Regions from separate parts of the Mus musculus genome. Here all the other regions are linked to region 4. A link is a contact called in public Hi-C, HiChIP or PLAC-seq and promoter capture Hi-C data. All regions are on one chromosome and are shown on one strand. The core of a region is the stretch at or near the end of the contact, and the rest is flanking DNA. Distances in the headings are between cores, read along the strand shown. Region 1 holds the start of Igdcc3 (immunoglobulin superfamily, DCC subclass, member 3). Region 2 holds the start of Map2k5 (mitogen-activated protein kinase kinase 5). Region 3 holds the start of Igdcc4 (immunoglobulin superfamily, DCC subclass, member 4). Region 4 holds the start of Tipin (timeless interacting protein). Region 5 holds the start of 2300009A05Rik (RIKEN cDNA 2300009A05 gene). Region 6 overlaps Igdcc4 (immunoglobulin superfamily, DCC subclass, member 4). Region 7 holds the start of Parp16 (poly (ADP-ribose) polymerase family, member 16).

Region 1 (2,700 bases), core at 167-2,666, 860 kb before region 4:
GTGAGACCTAGTGGGGTGGAGGGTCTAGGCATTGCCTTCTCTGTAGCATAAGGACAGTTTAAGACACTTGAGGATCACAGTCGTTCAAATCCTTTACATCCTTCACATATCCTAAGTCTGAGCCGCCTCTTCCCCCAATCCAACCCCGCTATAGCTATCGGGGATAAAGTTTCTCTCGGGTGCAGATGCAATATTTTGCTTTTTAGGAAGGAAGGGAAGGAAAGAATAATCCAAATGTGTGTCTGCGAAGGACTTGAGACAGCGGAGGGCTTAGATCCACATCCTTCTTTGCTGAGATGAATCTTTTACAGCCCGGGAGGAAGCGACGGGTAGCCGGGAGAACCCAGGGCAGGGACTCCTAGAGAGCTCCCTCGGGGAAGGGCGGGGCCCTGGGCAGCACCGCTGGTAGGCGCTTGCCCTGGGCGACCCTTTCCTCCAGCTCTCCCAGCCCTTGGCAGGATCGCCCACTCAGTCCACCAGGAATCTTTCCTTCCTGTTCGTCGGATACCCCCGAACCCAGTCCCAGCTCTAAACCCTGGGGGATGCCTTCTCAGCCCAGTGCAGTAGAGTCCCGGACCCCGACCCCGATCTGTCGCTTCCGGCTTCGTTCGCCTCGGGCTACTCAGGGTCCCCAGCCGAGCTCTGTGCACCCGGGCTCGCCTTCCTCTGTTGGGACTCCTCCGCTCTTTCTCCTCGGGCTTGTTTCCTCCACTCCGCACTGCCAGCTTGCCTTCCCAACTCCCGCTTTGCTCCGCTCCCAGTTCCTCTGCCCAGAATCGGCATCCTGCCCTGAACCTATCCTGAGCCCCGAAGGCGTAGAAAACCGAGCCCCGGCCCTCTCCCGGGGTTCTCCCGCCGAACCCCTGCAGTCCTTCAAACTACCGGCAGCCCTGCCGGAGTGGGTTTCCCCGTGCCCGCAGCGCGCTGTCCCGCCAGGTCCCTCCAGCACGCGCTCCTAGCGCAGGTTCCCGCAGTGTCCCGGGGTCCGCCCCTCTCGCCTGGGTCCTGAGGCTCACCCAGGCTTGGCGCAGGCAGCGGCAACAGCAGCAGCAGCAACAGCAGCGGCGGCGGCGGCGGCGGCAGCAACGGCGGCAGAAACCCGGGCCGGCGCAGCGCGGGCAGGCGGCGCGGGGACGCGGTGCGCGGCTCAGCCATCGGTCTCTCGGTCCGCTGGGCTCGGCGACGCACGGCGCTACTCAGGGGGGTGGTTGGGGTCTCACGGGCTCACAGCGTCCCGCGGGGCCGGCGCCGGAGCCGGGGCCGGGGCTCGGGCCGGGGCCGAGCCCGGGCGGCGGGAGGCTGGGGCCGCATGCCGGCCTTAGCGGGGATCGGGTATCACGGAGAGCGCCGCTTGCGCCATCTTGCACCCACCGCGGCGATCTGTCAGCCGCGCCCGGGGTGCGCGCTCCGCACTCCGCCCGCGCCCGCACCGCCCTCCTCCTCTGCCCGCCGCCCCCCTCTCCTCCCCTCCCCCAGCCCCCTCTCCCTGGAGGCCGGGTCTGGGGAACAAAAGAGCCGGCGAGCGCTTTAAGCGGCCGGACATTCCCGGCTGCGCAGCGGACGCGCCCCCTGCGCTTTGAACTGCAGCGGGAGCTGCCGCGCCGACCCGGACTGCAGTAAGGTATCCGCTCCTCGTGGTCCGTCCGGACTTGAGGATCTGGGAACGTGAAGACTGTGAGAGAGGGTCCCAGCTGCGGAAAAACACGCAAAACTGAGGTGTTTGCGTCCCCCCACTTTCTCAGCGGTGTCTCTTCCACTATACCCAACTCTGTGTTTTTAAAGACAATTCCCTTAAAACTGCTCAAAGTTGTTAGACATTCGGTATCCTCTAGGTTCCTTGTCCTATTCAAGGGATGAGTTGTGTAGCTTCAAGACTGGCTTCTCAAGGCTAAGTTAGGGCACTCCCGTAGGTGAGAAGAGCACCCCTAACATAAGAGCCCCATAGAAACCCGAGATCCCTCCCAGTTCTGCCTGCTGTCCAGCCCAGTCATTCTCACTGAGTTGGTCTGAAACCTGAAGACAACACTATATTCCCTCAACTTTGCGGATCTTTAAGAGCAAGGGTCCAGGTAAATGACCTGTAGCTGGGTCAGCACACTGGAAGGTACAGTCGCCAGCAACTTCTCTTTGCTATCGTATCTGATGTCTCACATATGGGAAGACAGCTCTTCAGAGAGACATATATGTGCTGTCCAAGTTGATGTTGAGTCTTGTCTTTTTACTACTGTATGCAGACATATGTTGGGGTCCAACTTGATGGGGGAGTCCATCAAAATTACAGAGCACCCACTTAACCCTGGTAGCAGTGTCTGTCTCTGGCAGCATTTGGAGGCAAGAGTGTAATGGCTTCTCACCTCTCCTAGCCCAGGGTGGCCTTGAATCCACTTTGTAGTAGTGGGTGATCTTGGATTGTTTAATCCTCCTGTCTCCACCTTCCAAGTTCGAGGAGTACAAGTATTTGGCACCATGCTTTCATGCAGGTAAGTAAAGAAGGCTTGGTTCAGCAGGGAAAGGAACCTGCAGCCAAGCCTGACTCACCAGCATCCCTGGAACCTACATGGTTGAAAAAGAAAATGACACCCATAGGAAATTATTCTCTGACAGCGAGCCACACTTGCACCATGGCACATGTACAAACATACACACATAGACACACACACACACACACACACACACACACACACACACACACTCACACAG
Region 2 (2,700 bases), core at 57-2,556, 900 kb after region 4:
ATACATGCAAATTTGGCAAATGGTGTTGGTTTTCCCTATGGTACTATGAATTTTTAAAAAGACGTTTTAACAAATCATAGGTTAATAGAAAATCTCTAGTTTTGTAGTTAATTTTCCTTAATAATAGAAATAAAGTTTAGATTAAGAAGTACATGGCAAAATAGTGAATTTTTCTTTAGCACTGAAGAGCAGTTACAAAGGGGTAGTTCCAACAGTACCTGGAGAATCGGTCTACGTGAATTCCTACCTAAGCTATTAAGGAATAATAACTAAAAGATGGTCATTTATCTCCTACAATGGCCTTTCAAATGCAACAGGAAAAAAGCCCAAGTAGAGGAAATTATGCCACAAATTTTGGTATTACATTGAAAATGATCAACATTTAATTGTTCCTCCTCTTACATTAATCACATATCTGTTTATTCCGGGGAAAGTGGACACTGGTCCCACCACCCCACGCACTATGTTTATGCATAATCAGCCCCAAAAGGTAGAGATAATAGCATAATTTAATTACAAATAAAGGGCCTACCTACACGTTGCCATTTGTAAGCAATTCTTTTGTATAGACACATAGATCAACAGGATTATGCACTTTAAAATGTGAGGTAACAAGGCATTTAAAAATAACCAAGGTTTACGGCTACTGCCCTGCTATCACTGACTGCATAAACACTGCAATTTAGCTGAAAATATATGGAACAGACGGGATATTTTTGCAACGGTTGAATAAGATATTATGATGCCAGAAATACAGCTGTCCCCAGGCAGTTAAGCGCTCTCCATTGAGTTTCTTTACTGTTGCTTTTGAGTAGGAGATTGCTTGGTACTGTAGGTCACTGGTTAGGGTAAAGGACCTCACTGAAAAATTCATGCACACTTTGCTAACGTGGGAGAAAAAATAGTGGTATTTTGGAACTGTTAATTGGAAGAAGGGGCATAAAAACATGCTTTTTTTTTTTTTTTTCTTTTTTTAATAAAAAGGTCTTGCCTGGCTCTTGCCGATTTAATGTAACAAACCCGCGGATAGTAAAAGGTATATAACTTGACAAGCTGGTGCTGCCGTCTTGTCCTTCACCGCCTTTTCTGCATGATCAAACCTTAAATTGTTTTACGGACAGCCCCCAGCCGTAGATCCGTGTCTTCCTGGGTTTTCTAGGCTCCTTTACCACTACCTGAAGAGATGGAAGTCAGCCAGTCCTAGCACGAGATCCCTGCTCCGCCCCAGCTGCCCTCTTCCAACATGGCGCCCCAGGAGGCGGGTCCCACATGTCGGCTCCCCGGGTTCCGGCGCCATCGCGTTTTGGTTCCGGAGTAACAGCGGTCTAACGGCCGCCTTCCTCCTCCTCTCGCCGCCACCTCCGCTGCCGGGACGCGGGCCTCAGTCGGACGATCCTGCACGCGCCGCGCCCTCCGGTTCCGGCTGCGGTCCGGGACCCGCCCCTTGACCCCGCGGCCCTGGGCCCCCCTGCCTGGTTGGAGGGCAGGCGCCACCGGTGCACCTCCGAAACAGCCCCGACCCAGCCCGCGGCGCCCGGCCACCGTCCCCTTGCCCACCGAGACACTCAGGACGGCAGGACCCTGGCCACTGTACCTGCCTTAAACCAGGCCGTTGCTCCGCTGTCTCCTCTTACTCACAAGGACTACAGAATGCTTGTGGGTTCTGTTTTGTCCACTTTTGTAACTCCAGGACCTTCCGCTCTCTACTAATTCCTCTTGGCCGGTCCCCCAACAGTGCATCCTCTCCTAGGGACACTCCACACGACCTGGGCCTGGTTTTGGGCCTGCAAGCTCCCTCCTGATCGCTCCTCTTCACTTCTCCCCATCTTCTTGCTCCCTATTTATCGCCTGCCTTCTGTCTATCGTTCCCCTTGTCACTTCTTGGGGCTCCTCCTAAGTAGGGGCAGGTCGGTACCCCTCGCCCCAGGATGTGAGACCCTTTAACCTGTAATGCTGTGGCTGGCCCTTGGCCCCTTCTGTGCCATGGAGAACCAGGTGCTGGTGATTCGGATCAAGATTCCAAATAGTGGCGCGGTGGACTGGACCGTGCACTCCGGGCCGCAGTTACTCTTCAGGGATGTTCTGGTGAGTGGTGACTTTAGTGGCCAAATCCCAGCGTTGGGGATTATGGATCTGGATAGGCAGCATCTTGACCATTGGTGGCCTGAGCTGGCCTCTGGTGGGGTCAACTTACCTGTTTTAACCACAGTCTCGGTTAATTGCACTCACTGAAAACTGGTAAATGTGCAGCGCCCTGGGAAATTGATGTATCCGACTGAACCCCTGCCCTCAGGAAGCTCACAGTCTGGACTGTGACTTACACACCAGTGCAGACAACTGGGATGTAAAGAGTTTTAAAACTGTTTCTTATATTTTTCTCAAGTATTTGGAAAGGATTCCTGCCCTCATTCTAGCCCTGTCACTGCTGAGTTTCCTGAACTTGTGACCTGCTGGGAAAGGGACACCAGGGCAATCTTAGTTTACAATGGTTAAGCAAACCTTAGATGCCACTGAATGGGAGACCTAGACTTAACTATCAATATGGAAAGGATGCTGCCTGTTAGAACTACAGCACATCATTCCGTGACAAACACAGCTCAATTTCAGAGATGTTGAGTGTTCAGGGAAAATTTACATCTTAGAATCAACAGTGCATTGCCTTGGGATGCTTAGAATATATTTCACACAAAATTATGAAGG
Region 3 (2,700 bases), core at 90-2,589, 820 kb before region 4:
TTCAGGGTCTCGGAGGGAAAGGGGCGTGTCTTGCGGGGAGAGCAAGGGTCCGAGCTGTTTCCAGCACTCTCCCACCCGCTGTTTTCCTGGAGATGGGCCTGGGGTTGGCCCAGCGGAGGCTCCTTTCCACCACCCCCCGCCTCCCTCCCTGTCTCCCTCCCACGTGGCCTGGCCCAGTCTCTCTGGAAAGCCGCAGCAGCTGGAGAAAAATCCCCCTCCCCACCCCCACTGCCAAGTCCCTCCCCGACTCGCCCCGGACACATCCTTAACTCCCCCCTCGGCAGGGAAGGCAAGAAGTAATCGAACAAAGCGGGCAGCCCATCCCCCTCCAGGCCCTACCACCTAACCTCCTTTGGGCTGTCCCCCAAACGCACACCCCACTGAGAGTGAGAGGGCCGGGGGTGGTAAAAACAGCTTTGGCATACACACTTGGACACTTCGTCTCCCCCCGCCCCCAGTCCTTTCTTTGGTGTGGACAGTTGTGATCCTTACCCTTGACCCTACCCAACACTAGGACCTGGGCACTGGAGGGGGCCTTGCTGATCTCGTCCACGCTTCCCTGGTCCGCCCTTGGGGGTGGGGCAGGAGTGACACGCGTCCCATCCAGAGAGCGAGTGTTGGACGCGTTCGGCAAAGCAACTGGTTTCCTGCCCTTCCCCCAGCCCCACTCCGAACCCTGGGTTTGGGTCCACAACACCTCCACATTCCCCCAACCTCCCTAGCTGGCCCCAGGGGCCACACCCATTGGGCAAAGTTGAGTGTGGTTTTTCTCACCGCCGCCCCCATCAAGAGCAAGGACACTCCCCAAAAGCCAAGGCCAAATATTAGCTCAGTCCCATCCAGTTACACACGCACCCGACACAAATGGAGGTGTAAGTGTACACTCCCTCCCCGCCCGCTCTCTCAGGCACACTCGCGACCGCGAGACGCTTGCGGGCAGGGCAGAATCATGTCCCGCTTGCAGCCACCCGCGCGCTGGCGATGCTACCCGGCGCCTTAGGCACGCGCTGTGGACACGTTCCCCCGCAGGACACCCCCACCCCCGCAGGACACACACATGCAAACCTCACATGCACAAGGGCCACGCGCAGGGGGACACGCACGGTGCCAGGCTGTGCACAGCAAGGACACACACCCCCTGGGGGCAAGTCCCCACAGCCCCCGGCGCGCAAGCATCGCGGGCGCCGGGGACGCCCACTCGCGACTGCGGCCACCCGGGCCCTTACCGCGCGCGGACAGCAGGCAGAAGGTCAGCACCAGGAGCCCGCGGCCCGTGTCCGCCCGCGCCATAGGGCCGGGCTCGGGCCGCTGCCGCCGCGTCCGGGCGCCTGGGCCGCCGCCGGGGGAGGGCGCGCCGGGCGTCAGTGGCTCCGGGAGGCGCGGCGCCGCGGGCGGGGGCGCGGCCTCCGGGGCCGGGGCCCGAGCGGGGGCCGGCGCGGGGGCCGGGGCCGCGGCCAGCTCGCCCGCCCCTCCATCGCCATCTTGGGCTAGCGGCCCACGCGGGGGCGCCCCGCCAGTGTGGCCACCCTGCACCACAGGGGACACGCGCCCGCGCGCCACCAGCCTGCTCCTGCGGCTCACTCAGCACGCGGGAGCCTCCCGCTCCTCGGGTCACCTCAGGCTCCTTTCTGTTCATCTTTTTACCTGAGCCTCTGGATCTCTGTTCCCTAACCCTACCATGACTCTACCTTCAGGGTCGCCTCCACCTCTGTTCCAGGCTCAGTTCACTGAGACCTGTCCTTTTCCAACTCACAGCCTGACCTGAATCCTGTTTAGCCTCTCCACAGGCTGCACCAACAGACTCTCTGAGGACACTACAATTCCTTGTCCCCGCTACCTCTTCCATGCCAAGCTGAGGGATTCTCTTGGCTTCCTTCCTTCCTCCTCAGTAGCCAACCCAGTCTGTACTGTGTTCCACCTCTGTGAGGGACAACGAAGACTTGCTTACCACCATTTTACATACCTGCATACTGGGAATATTTGGGTTTGTAGTGGGGACTCCCTAAGGACAGGAGGCTTAAAGCAGCAGGTGCAGGGCCTGCTAATGGTGTTGAGCCTCCACCGGTCCACTCTCTTTTTCAGAACTGCCTCTTTTCCAACTGAGCTGGCCAGGTTAGTTGCCTCAGTGTGTCTAAAGCTGGGGGAATCAAATGTCAGGTTGGGTTGGGGAGAGAAAAACATACTAAACGTCTATTTAAAATGATGCGTTTGTGATGGGAGAGATGGCTCAGCGGTTAGAGTGCTTATTGCATTTGCAGAGGACCTAGATTTGGTTCCGGTACCCACCCAGGCGACTCACATCAGTCTGTAACTCTAGCTCCAGGAGGTCTGATACCACTGGGCTCTGTGGCATCTGCACCTACAAGCAGACACACAATTAGATACAATTTAAAATAAATAAAAATTATATATATATATCCGGATTTTGAGGCTAGAGAGGTGGCCCAGTGGCTAGAGTGCTTCCTGCCCTAACAAAGGACCTGGGTTCTGCTCCCAGCACCCATATGACAGCCATAACCATCTGTAATTCCATTTCCAATGAATCTGATGCCCTCTTCTGGGCTTTGTAGGCACTTTCCTGCACATGGTGCACATAAACTCATGCAAGTACACACATACACATAAAAAAAAATTTTTTTTTAAAGGAAAAATGCTACATTCTTCCTTTTCTTGTATCCATTGGCATCCCCATGATTTAGA
Region 4 (2,700 bases), core at 26-2,525:
GGCGATTCTGCTAACTGCAGATAGCTTCCTCAGGACTTTTCAGAGGGTAAAGGCCAGGATTGACTGCTTGCTGTTGGCTGTGGTTTTGTTTAGTGGTGAGCAAGAGAAGAAATAACACATCCTCAAGGTCCTCACCTTGCCTCAAACATGCCCCAAGGAACTTGACACTCCTCATCTGCAGGGTAAAGATAATGTTGCCATTTTTCCCCCTATCCTCTCGTTTTTTAGGGAGCCTAAAGGGTAGATTAAGGGTAGAGAAGGGTGGAAGAAAGAATCCACAAAGTAGCAAAGGACTCTGTGGGTAGAGTCAATTCTTTCCTTCCAGCTTTGCATGAGACCCAGGGATCACACTCAGTAAGGCTTGTTCCCCAGCACTATATCGCCTTTACTAGCTGTCCCCAATTCTAAATTTGTGACCGTAAATTTATAAAAACAAAGTACTGGCTCCTGATAATAAACCGCTACGTCTTTGAGTACCTTTAAATGTGGGAACCAAGGGTAGATTATAACTCTACCTAGGACCACTTGGCCTGGGTTCCAGGCCCAGAACAAGCACCCCAATCCTCAAAACATCTAGTTAGTACACTCAATCCCATTCTAATGGGAGTTTGAGAACAGGACTTAAAACTACAATAACCAGCAATTAACCAAAAAAGCACAGTGGGGCTTATCAGTAAACTGGTTTCTCTCAGTGTTTGTAAAGAATTAGATGTTCACAGCCCTTCCTTCTCTCCTTGACAACTGTCACACGTGTTTTAGACACTAACGAGTTAAGTCTCTTTCCCCCTCCAGGTCCTCAAACTCCCAGAGCAGTGTGCGTGACAAATTCAACATCCGATCCACAAGTCCTTCCCGGACCTGTTTCCAACCTACCGTTTTCCCTAGTTGTCAAAACAGGAGCTCCTCGCCCTAAAGGAAGTCCCACCACCCTCACTCTCGTCCCACCGTCGGCGCCAGCCCTAGGGATGTCACCTCTCCCTCGCCTCCCCTCGAGTCCGCTTCCCAGCCTCCCTCTCAGCTAGGTCCGTGCGCGCGGCTCCGGTGCAGGCCCGCCATCCTCCCGCGGCGCCTCCCACCCGCTCCGCCCGCTCCTCCTCAGCCCCGCTTCCGCCTGGCTCCTGGGTGAGACCCCATCTCCCGCGCCCCGCGCCGCCTTTGCAACGCGGGCTCCACTTCCAAAATCTGCGCTCACAGAAACCGGTCTCACCTCACCTAGACAGCGGCCGCCGCCAAGCGCGCCAACACCGCTTCTCGCGAGACTCGGCTCCGCGAGACAAGCTGAGAAATTTGGCGCCAAGGGTAGGCGAAGAGGCGTGGGAGGAGCCTAAGGGTCTGAGCCCCGCCCACCGCGCTCGGAAGCCCGCCTACCCATCCGGAATGTCTGGGACGGCAATGAGTTCTGGGCGCTTTATTAGCTCCAGAAATAGGTCTCCGGGTTTAGAACACGAACGATGGAAGCCAGGCATAATAGTGCACGCCTGGAATCCCAGCACTCGGAGGCTGAGGTAGGAGGATCGCCACAGGTTCCAGGCCAGCGTCTACGAGAAAAAAAAAAAAAAGAAAGAAAAGAAAACTGATTTGTAGAGGAGTAAAACGTAGTGTCAAACAACTTTGGCTGGAAAATTACTGCATCTTCAGAATAGCAAAATGCCACGACTATGAATTTTGTTAATTAAATAAAGATATGAGGAAAAGATTGTAGTTTGTAGTTAGGGTTAGACGTGTAGACCCAAAGAAATATGTCAAGAGCTGGAGAGAGGGCTCAGTGACTAGAGCCCTGACTGCTCTTCCAGAGGTCCTGAGTTCGATTCCCCAGCAACCACATGGTGGCTCACAATCATCTGTAATGGGATCTGATGCCTTCTTCTGGAGTGTCTGAAGACAGCTACAGTGTACTCACATACATAAAATAAATCTTTAAGAAAGAAAAAAGAAATATGTCAACAACAAAAAAAGGAGGGTTCCCTGTTTTCTTTAAAAGTATTGAATCCGGCCGGGCGAGGTGGCACACGCCTTTAATCCCAGCACTTGGGAGGCAGAGGCAGGTGGATTTCTGAGTTCGAGGCCAGCCTGATCTACAAAGTGAGTTCCAGGACAGCCAGAGCTACACAGAGAAACCCTGTCTCGAAAAATCAAAAAAAAAAAAAAAAAAAAAAAAAGTATTGGATCCAGTGTTTACCTTTAATCTTAGGCAGATCCCTGGAGTTCCAGGCCATCCAGTGCTACACAGTGAGATATTGTTTCAAAACAAACAACAAAAAGGGAGGGCAGGGTTGGGGAGATCCCTCAGAGGGTAAAGGACTCCCCCACATTGCATGATGAGCTGAGTTCAGATCTCCAATACCCAGGTTAAAAAACAGCTTGATATTACCCGGAATCCCGATTCTGAGAAGGCAAAAATCAGATTCCTCCAGCTGGCTAGCCAGCCAGCCAGGTTTAACTGATGTGTTCCAGGCACAGTGAGAGACCCTGTCTCAAAGGGGGGGGGGGGGGGCTGAGACATACAGATGGCTTAACCATTAAGAGTACATGTTGCTCATGTAGGGGACTCTAGTACACTCACATAGTGACACAGCCGTGTATGATTCCAGGGTATCTGAGGCTCTCTTCTGACCTCCAGAGAACCAAGCACTCTGTAGATTTATGTATGTATATCATGGTTTATGTATGTATGTTTATATGTGTGGATATGTATGTAAA
Region 5 (2,700 bases), core at 91-2,590, 880 kb after region 4:
CTCCCTTCAATAGTCCTCCTAGCTATTCTGCATATCAAATATATCATGACTTCACCTAATCTTTCTTTAAAAATCGATATCTAATAGAGAATCTTATAAAGTTCAAACTATTTGCATGACTGCAAAACCCCCCTAAATATTTAACATATTTGTGGAATGAACTCAATGTTGACTAACCCAAAACTGGTGACTATAAAAACAAAAATGTTGCTGGAGAGATGGCTCAGTGGTTAAGAGCATTGGCTGCCCTTCCAGAGGACCTGAGTTCAATTCCCAGCTACCACATGGTGACTCACAACCATCTGTAATGGGATCTGATTTCCTCTTCTGGTGTGCATGAAAATGGAGCACTTGTATACACAAAATAAACAAATCTTCTTTAAACATCACACTATTCTACATCCTTCTTGAATTTTCAGCAAATAATTGTTATATAGTTCCAACACAGAGAATTACTTCATTTGCATATGGTACTTTCCAGAAACCTCATCCTATTTACTCATTCTCCCCACAAAAATTGAGGACATATAAGAGTAATGATACTTTAGACATGAGGTTGTATGCTAGCAGAAAGTCTGAGAAATGCTTCCCTTACACTTTCATGGGTAACTGAGATTGTTAAAGGTTGGTGACTGCCAATTCCGGTCCTAGTATTTACTGTGTTCTCAGGAGGGAAGTTTTTCTGAGCTTTAGGGCACTAAATGAGAAAACATAGGACTGCTTTTCGGGTTTTGGGGGTGGTGGTGCGGGGACAGGGAGGCAGTTGAGACTTGCTCTTCTATGTAGCCCAGGCTGGCCTCCACCTCCCCATCCTCACATCTCAGCCTTTTCAGGGCTGTGATTCCAGGCAAGCGCCACATCTGGCTTGGGACCCTATCTTGCACTATCTAGGTAGGATTCAGTCTGGACAGTGAACACGACTGTGAGGACATCTGCACATACGTGCAGTCTGAGGTCACCAAGCGTCCAGCCCGGGCAAAGGCCAGGCCTTGGTGTCAGCTCACTTTCCTGTGCACACCTCAAGCACCTCAGCATCCCTGAGGATTTCCCTGGAGCCCAGCGCCTGACAGCCAGACCGGGTTTGTCGCTGTGGAGGATTGTTTTAACATTGTCTCCCTGCTCCGAGGTTACCTGAGGCCAGAGGTGACAATTTTCCTGATCTGCGCAGTCGCTCCGCCCTCCCGTCCCGTCCTGTGCGCACGCGCCGCACCTCAAGGCGCTCTCACCCGCGCGCTGCCCGCTGGGTGTCCCCCGCCCTGGCCTAGGGTGGTGAGGGGAACACGCATGCGCACACTCGCCTGACCCCGCCCCCAGAGGCCCGGCCCCAGGGGCCCAGGGCCGGCTCCCCGGCGTGCCCCGGCCATGGAGGCCCTGCGGAGGGCCCACGAGGCTACGCTGCGGCTGCTGCTGTGCCGGCCCTGGGCCTCGGGCGCCGCCTCCCGCCCGAAGCCCCGCGCCTCGGAGGTGCTGACGCAGCACCTGCTGCAGCGGCGGCTGCCGCACTGGACTTCCTTCTGCGTGCCCTACAGTGCGGTCCACAACGACCAGTTCGGCCTGTCGCACTTCAATTGGCCGGTGCTGGGCGCCAACTACCACGTCCTGCGCACCGGCTGCTTCCCCTTCATCAAGTACCACTGCTCCAAGGCGCCCTGGCAGGACCTGGCCCCGCAGGACCGCTTCTTCACCGCGCTCAAGGTCATCAACCTGGGTGAGTGGCGGCGCCCTCGTCTGACCCAGGCACTCCTCCATCCCAGGGCGGCCGCTGGCCCACAAGCACGCTGCTCGCTCTCCAGGGCCGGCCCTTCGCATCCCCGGTGGGCTGCTTGCAGCACCCCTGAGGTCGTGCCCTGCCACTGTCCACCCGGGAGAACCCTGCCCAGGGCAGCGAGGAGTGAGTCCCGACAGTGGCTCCGAAGTTGCTTAGCAAGAGTCATTCCCGCGCTCATCACCAAGAGCCTTTGGAGGACAAAAAACTGGACGGACTTTTAAAGTTTCTTTGTCTTTCTGTGAAATCTCAGCAATTGTGTTTTGCTAAAAGCAGTAGGTTCTCTCCAGACATCATATTTTCTCAGGTGCTAGACTTAAAAGATGCTGTCTTTTAAGATCCTTTAGTATCTATATTCCTGAAGATAATCTAATTCTGACGGTCCTCCTGCTAGATGTGTGTGTTCTGTGGTCTAATGGCAGAAGAGTCAATATCACGGATTGTAGATGTGACAGCATTTTATAGATTAGGGAAAAATTCAAGTCCTCAAGATGTTTCGGACCTATTAATAGCTGCTAAAAAAAATATTAACTTAGATGTCAGTCACTCAAACTCTATACAAGGAAGCAGAACCAGTATAATCCAAATAGTTTTTTTTTAAATATTGCTGTCTAGGGATTTATTAACTTTTTTATTAGATTATTTTCTTTATTTACATTTCAAATGTTATCCCCTTTCCTAGTTTCCCCTCCGAAAATCCCCTATCCCCTTCACCCTCCCCCTCCAAATAGTTTTTTTTTTTTTTTCAATCCAAAATTAACACTAAACTCTGTGTAGCCGTACTAGTGTTACATATAGTCTGGTAGTTCATTCAATTTAATAAAGCATGGGCATTTCTGCTTATAATAACTCAAATAGCACTTACGGGATTTTTGAGCCATTGTCCCCCTGGAAAATCCAGGAAGGAGATTATACACCAATGTGTCTCATAACTT
Region 6 (2,700 bases), core at 97-2,596, 840 kb before region 4:
CGCCAGGGGCGCAGCGGCACAGGCAGTTCCCGCGCTGTTTTCTGCTACGCACTGGTAGTAGCCAGCGTCCTGAAGGCCGATCTGAGTGATGACCAAGCTGCCGCCACCGCCCTGCACCTTGACGCGCCCATTGGGTCGCAACGGGATCCCGTCGTGCAGCCAGTGCAGCGCGGGCCGTGGCTCCCCGGACGCCCGGCACACGAAGCGCGCGGTGCTGGCCCGCGTCCGCGAGAGCGCCTCGGGCGCCTGCGAGATGGCTGGGGCAGCTGAGGGGCAGAAGGGAGACTCTGACAAGAGGGCCTACCCCTCTCCAAGTGTCCCAACACCGCGCCCAAGCCTCACCCTGAGGTCCTCTCCCCTAGTCATACGGGCCCAGCTCTGGTCCACTAGACTCGACCCCTCCTGGGCTAGTCCTCCTTTCTCCCAAGCCCAGCAGATTTCCAGCTTTTGAGCTCTAGGCTGTAACTTCACTTTCTCCTCCCCGTGGCTTCTTATACCCAGCAGTTACTCCAGCTTTCAGCAAGCCTGGTCCCCCAGTTTTCTGTTGTATTGAGAAAGCTCTTTTATAGCCCAGGTTGGCCTTGAATTTCTGATCTGCCCGCCTCAGCATCACCCCAACTGATTAATCCCAGCATTCCTAGGAGACAGAGACAGGAGATTCCCCAGAATTCCCCGGGCCAGCTAGCCTGGAGTATGAAGTGAACAAGAAACCTTGTCTCAACTCAGTCTGTGACCGCAATACACTCACCATGGCCTGCACACACTCATAGGGACTTAATAGCCTAAGACATTGTCATTGTTTAATAATTTTGTTTTTGAGATAGACTTTTCACTCTGTAGCTGGTCTCAACTCTGTAGCTAGGGCTGGTATCGAACTCACGCTCCTGCCACAGTTTTCTGAGTGCTACCACGTACAGATTCTGGGCTTCACACACCCCCCTAGACCATTCCACTATCTCCTTCCATAACCTCACCCCACTCCTGCTCGCCTGCACTCTCACTCCTCATGACCCAAACCAGGCTTTAAATCCGCCCCCCCACCCCCCGTCTCAAATCGCCCCATTCCCTCCCCCCCCCCCCCCAGCTACGGAATCCAGTCCTCCAACAATCACCACCAATCAGAAAATTCAGACTCCTCCCATGTGGTCCCCCTCACATTTAGTCTTCTAGGACCGCCCCTTCTCCCTCTAACACACACCCATCCTTAACGTCCCCCAGCACCAGCCCTTCCTTACCAAGCACTCGGAGCTCAGCAGCCGCAGTGGCGAAATCACGCGTGCGGGGCTTGTTGGCTCGGCAGACATAGACTCCAGAGTGCCGAGGCTGCGCGCTGGCGATGAGTAGATTGGTCCGGCCCAGAACGATGACATCCGTGGAGATAGGCTTTCCATCTGGTGACAGAGAAGGAGCAGGCTGGAGGGGGACGCTGGAACTGTCCCTCTACACCCTCTCCAACTACGAGGTTCCCACTACATCCCTGCAAAGCTGCATCACAGCCGCTGGTTTGAATCCCAGTTCCTTCTTACTCTGATCCCTAGGTGGAAAAGCAGAAGGGAGGTGGGTAAACGATGGCTAAATGGTCTCTGGTGGGCGGAGCAGATATTTAATACAATCTCTCTCTCTCTCTCTCTCTCTCTCTCTCTCTCTCTCTCTCTCTCTCTGTGTGTGTGTGTGTGTGTGTGTGTGTGTGTGTGTGTGTCTGCCTGTCTCTGTCTCTCTGTCCCTCGCTCTCTCTGTCTCTCTGTGTCTCTCTCTCCTCCCACCCCCAGAATTTTCCAAAGTAGGGTTTCCTCTGAGTAGCCCTGGTTACCCTGAACTTGCTCTGTAGACCAGGCTGGCCTCAAACTCAGAGCCCCGCCTGCCTCTGCCTCCCCAGTGCTGGGATTAAGGATGTGTGCCACCACCACTGGGCTTTAATACAACCTTCTTTAGACTTTATTACTGCATGAATGTGTGTACATGTGAGCTTGCTTGCATGTGCTATGGAAGTCAAAGGACAACTCTAAGGAGTCAATTCTCTCCTTCTATCTTTAGGCAGAAGCTCCTGACTTGGAGCCTGTGAAATACTGTACCATCTTGCCCACTTCCCCAGTCTCCTCCTCCTCTTTCCTCAGCACTCACCCTGTCGGACCCAGGACACAAAAGGGGTGGGGTCAGCAGAGGCCACGCACTCCATCACTACACTCTGTCCAGACACTACCGTGGTGTTCTCTGGGGCTGCCACAATGACCACATCCTGCCCCCTGGTAGCCTCCAAAGACCCTGTAGTGAAGATAGGACAGGGTTAGCTTGCCAATTACTGCTTCTGAATGCCCAAAGCAGGGGGCCTGGGGCGTCATGGTTCTTTCTGTCAGAAGGGGAAAGCAACTGTCAAGCAGAGCTGGCGTAGGCCTTGGAGTTCTTTCTCTTGGAGCCAGAAGAATGCTCTCCGACACAAGTGAAACCCCACAAGTTACTGGGTAGACCATACCTCCCCCATATTTCCCCGCCCAAATCCAGCTCCCATGGCATCTGCCTTAGACTCAGCACCCAGCTCTAGTTCTAAGACTGTCTATAAGTTGTTGTGTGAGTCAGGCAGATGCCTTTCCAAAGTACCTCAGAGTTCTACAAGCAAAAGGTGGGCTGTTAAGCCGGGCCTGGTGGCGCACAACTTTAATCCCAGCACTCAGGAGGTAGAAGCAGGCGGATTTCTGAGTTCGA
Region 7 (2,700 bases), core at 1-2,500, 930 kb before region 4:
TGGTTCAGATCAACGCCCCTTTAGGGCCACACTAGAGCGTTTTGTGGAGGACTATGTAGCTATTCCATCACTCCTGGGATTAAGTCACTGACAAAAGGAAGCAGCCACCGAATGACCTGGCAGTGTGTCTGCACGAGGGTGTTTAGGAGTGTTCTTGCTGATGGGAACCTTCCCCAAGGCCAGGCTGGGTGGGAAGTCCAGGGAATTGGCGTGTTTTCTAACACGGGTGGAGCTGCTCCTGCCTGCCGTTCCACAGGGCCACTTGGCCCAGGATGCAGCGAGCAACGGTGGATCAGGACGGACTCACCAGGGCCTCGAAGTCCTTACAGTCGTGGCGGGCGTAGGAGGCGGGGAAGGGCCGCAGCACCGAGTCCCGCTTGTAGCTCTGCAGCGCCGAGGCGAAGAGGCTGCAGCGGAGGTCCGCAGCCAGCACGTCGCGGCTCGCTGCCTCCCTGGCTGCTGCCCTGTTGGAGAGCTGCATCCCGGGCTCGTAGCGCGTGGCCGGGAGGAGACAAGGAGGGGCAGCGCGGGGCCTGGGCCCGGGGGACCGTAGACCGTCTGCTGCCAGGTTTTCCAGCCCGGGGGGTGGAGCTAGGCAAAGGGGTGACAAATTGACATTGGTGAGAACGCGCCGGCGAGCGTCCTCTGCAGGACACTGGGCACGGTCGCTCAGTGCGGGGAAACACGGGATCTGGGAGAGTCGCCTCTCGGGTCCCGCCAGTCCCGGAGTCCCCGGTATGGAGTTGTCGCTATTGCACCCGGCGTGGGTAGTACCCCGGGGACCCGGCCGATCAGTCCTGGCCGCCCCACACTGCCAGCAGCCACCGCCTACCTCCCCGCCCGCCGCTCTCACGCCGCTCCGCCCACCCGGCCCAGGCCCGCCCCTTCCCGCGCCCTTGCTCAGCTCGCGCCCGCCCACAGGTCCCGGAGGATCCCAGCTGCCCCGGGTGCTGGGCAAAGGTGCCCAATGCGGCTGCTAGTCATCCTCGCCACCGCCCCAAGTGGAAACCGCCCCGGGACCCGCCCCGGGGAATTGTCTTTGTCCTGGCTCCACGGGTTGAGCCAGCCTCGCTCACCTTGGGAATTGCCACCTGTTGAATAAATCGGTTTCCTCTGGAGCTGACACGTTGCACACAAGAAGCCACTTGATACCCAGGGAAAACTGAAGGTCGGAGTGACACAATACTTTCTCAAGACACTGTAGCCGACCCAAAGACCTTCCTCTCTACCTTACAGCCTCCGCAATTCTCTGAATTGCTCAAATGTCTGACCTCAGATTTCCCAGGATCCTCCTCCTTCGAAGGCCTCTAACAGGAAGTCGGGAAAACAGGCACTGGGAGAACAATGACCTAACCCTGCCGAAGGGAAAAGACCGGACCCCAAGATGACTCAGCAACTGGTCGAGTAAAGGCACTTGCTGTCCGTCCTCACGACCTGAGTTCTATCCCAGGATCCCATATGTTAGGAGCTAAGTGACTCTAGCAATTTGTCCTATGACTTCCACACCTGCACCAAGGCTCAAGTGTGCCCACATGTGAACGTATACACAAAATAAATAAATGTAGGGCTGGTGAGATGGCTCAGCGGGTAAGAGCACTGACTGCTCTTCTGAATGTCCTGAGTTCAAATCCCAGCAACCACATGGTGGTTCACAACCACTGGTAATGAGATCTGACTCCCTCTTCTAATTCGTTTGAAGACAGCTACAGTGCACTTATGTATAATAAATAAATCTTTGGGCCGGAACAAGCAGGGACTGAGCGAGCAGGGTTGACCAGAGCAAGCAGTGGTCCTAAATAAAAATTCAATTCCCAACAGCCACATGAAGGCTCACAACCATCTGTACAGCTACAGTGTACTCACATACATAAAATAAATACATTAAAAAATTAAAATAAAGGCAGGAGGATTTCTGAGTTCGAGGCCAGCCTGGTCTACAAAGTGAGTTCCAGGACAGCCAGGACTATACAGAGAAACCCTGTCTTGAAAAACCAAAATAAATAAATAAAATAAAATAAAAAATGTAAGAACAGATTCCCTTTACCTCTTCTTCTTCAAGACCTCACTAGAAAAAAAGCACTTGGCCTTCTGGTCACATAGAAATCTAAGACCAGTGCTGAATTGTTAGACTAAAAGTCCCCTTTAAAGACCCCACACGTGCTGAGAGGTGGTGGCTCACGCCTTTAGTCCCAGCACACCAGAAGCAAAGGCAGGCATATCTCTGAGTTCAAGTCCAGCCTGGTCTACAGATCAAATCCCAGGACAGCAAGGGCTACACAGAGAAACCCTGTCTCAAAAAAAACAAAAACAAACCCCAAAACAAAACTTTACAAAAACAAAAACAAAAACAACCATTAATTAGATAAATAAACATACACACACACTGGCTCTGCTCTCTGAGAAATCACCCCCTTCTTGGGCATCCGAATGGGACCTGGCCCTGTGCTCCTCAGACTTCGGGAGGGAAGACAGGCAGAACTATATTCTCAGACCCTAGAGAGCTTCCCAGGCCAAACAATGATGCAAACCACCCCCAGGAGTCCAAATGGTAATGGTTGTTGTAAGGCCTGGGCTGATTTGGAATCACCAAAATGTCTGAGAGCCTATGACCTCAAATAAAACCCCTCCAGCACCCCAAGTCCTGGGGCCCCTAGGGCCCCATGGAGCATCTGGAACCCTAAGGTACCTGCTGCATGTCTG

What was found. Promoter capture Hi-C pulls out the DNA fragments that hold promoters and counts their contacts. Hi-C and Micro-C count contacts between places; a contact is called where the count stands out from the background. HiChIP or PLAC-seq counts read pairs in DNA pulled down with a chosen protein or histone mark. Capture Hi-C pulls out chosen DNA fragments and counts their contacts.
Region 1: an HNF4G HiChIP or PLAC-seq map of pancreatic cancer cells shows a contact between it and region 4. The contact joins the promoter of Igdcc3 here to the promoter of Tipin in region 4. A contact is called at or near these places in 5 of 39 promoter capture datasets (frontonasal cranial neural crest, hippocampal neurons, liver and 2 more) and 2 of 115 datasets of contacts at active chromatin or transcription factors (the 230-238 cell line and pancreatic cancer cells).
Region 2: a promoter capture Hi-C map of liver shows a contact between it and region 4, with 2.5 times the contacts expected there. The contact joins the promoter of Map2k5 here to the promoter of Tipin in region 4. A contact is called at or near these places in 2 of 115 datasets of contacts at active chromatin or transcription factors (bone marrow-derived macrophages and pancreatic cancer cells) and 1 of 9 other capture datasets (liver).
Region 3: an H3K27ac HiChIP or PLAC-seq map of the NIH/3T3 cell line shows a contact between it and region 4, with 10 times the contacts expected there. The contact joins the promoter of Igdcc4 here to the promoter of Tipin in region 4. A contact is called at or near these places in 7 of 39 promoter capture datasets (cranial neural crest, frontonasal cranial neural crest, hippocampal neurons and 4 more), 4 of 115 datasets of contacts at active chromatin or transcription factors (the NIH/3T3 cell line, embryonic stem cells, epiblast stem cells and 1 more) and 1 of 9 other capture datasets (liver).
Region 5: a contact with region 4 is called in a promoter capture Hi-C map of adipose tissue, with 2.6 times the contacts expected there. The contact joins the promoter of 2300009A05Rik here to the promoter of Tipin in region 4. A contact is called at or near these places in 2 of 39 promoter capture datasets (cranial neural crest and erythroid cells) and 2 of 9 other capture datasets (adipose tissue and liver).
Region 6: a Hi-C map of cortical neurons shows a contact between it and region 4. The contact joins the enhancer-like site here to the promoter of Tipin in region 4. A contact is called at or near these places in 2 of 484 Hi-C or Micro-C datasets (cortical neurons and embryonic stem cells), 2 of 115 datasets of contacts at active chromatin or transcription factors (large pre-B cells and pro-B cells) and 1 of 9 other capture datasets (liver).
Region 7: a contact with region 4 is called in a promoter capture Hi-C map of erythroid cells, with 8 times the contacts expected there. The contact joins the promoter of Parp16 here to the promoter of Tipin in region 4. A contact is called at or near these places in 5 of 39 promoter capture datasets (cranial neural crest, embryonic stem cells, erythroid cells and 2 more), 3 of 115 datasets of contacts at active chromatin or transcription factors (the 230-238 cell line, bone marrow-derived macrophages and pro-B cells) and 1 of 9 other capture datasets (adipose tissue).

What each region holds. Positions count from the first base shown.
Region 1 is chr9:65,139,870-65,142,569 of GRCm38.p6, reverse strand. It overlaps Igdcc3 (immunoglobulin superfamily, DCC subclass, member 3), which reads right to left and starts at 1,416. Exons shown (of 14, transcript NM_001357257.1): 1 at 1,017-1,416. The coding sequence starts at 1,155.
Region 2 is chr9:63,376,508-63,379,207 of GRCm38.p6, reverse strand. Map2k5 (mitogen-activated protein kinase kinase 5) reads left to right here and starts at 1,306. Exons shown (of 22, transcript NM_011840.3): 1 at 1,306-2,085. The coding sequence starts at 1,951.
Region 3 is chr9:65,100,125-65,102,824 of GRCm38.p6, reverse strand. It overlaps Igdcc4 (immunoglobulin superfamily, DCC subclass, member 4), which reads right to left and starts at 1,339. Exons shown (of 20, transcript NM_020043.3): 1 at 1,227-1,339. The coding sequence starts at 1,290.
Region 4 is chr9:64,280,160-64,282,859 of GRCm38.p6, reverse strand. It overlaps Tipin (timeless interacting protein), which reads right to left and starts at 1,275. Exons shown (of 8, transcript NM_001324557.1): 1 at 1,213-1,275.
Region 5 is chr9:63,397,884-63,400,583 of GRCm38.p6, reverse strand. 2300009A05Rik (RIKEN cDNA 2300009A05 gene) reads left to right here and starts at 1,340. Exons shown (of 2, transcript NM_027090.1): 1 at 1,340-1,708. The coding sequence starts at 1,363. It overlaps Gm16759 (a long non-coding RNA gene), which reads right to left and starts at 1,267. Exons shown (of 5, transcript XR_003948339.1): 1 at 1,132-1,267.
Region 6 is chr9:65,121,342-65,124,041 of GRCm38.p6, reverse strand. It overlaps Igdcc4 (immunoglobulin superfamily, DCC subclass, member 4), which reads right to left. Exons shown (of 20, transcript NM_020043.3): 5 at 2,122-2,262; 6 at 1,236-1,391; 7 at 1-266. Among named protein-coding and RNA genes, the nearest start is that of Igdcc3, 18 kb to the left of the region's middle. Within about 2 kb of position 1,346, at least 21 of the 459 cell types and tissues checked have an H3K27ac peak or open chromatin away from gene starts, as enhancers often do. A contact at or near this core is called in cortical neurons, where this site is marked.
Region 7 is chr9:65,213,240-65,215,939 of GRCm38.p6, reverse strand. Parp16 (poly (ADP-ribose) polymerase family, member 16) reads right to left here and starts at 1,250. Exons shown (of 7, transcript NM_177460.4): 1 at 1,077-1,250; 2 at 308-591. The coding sequence starts at 481.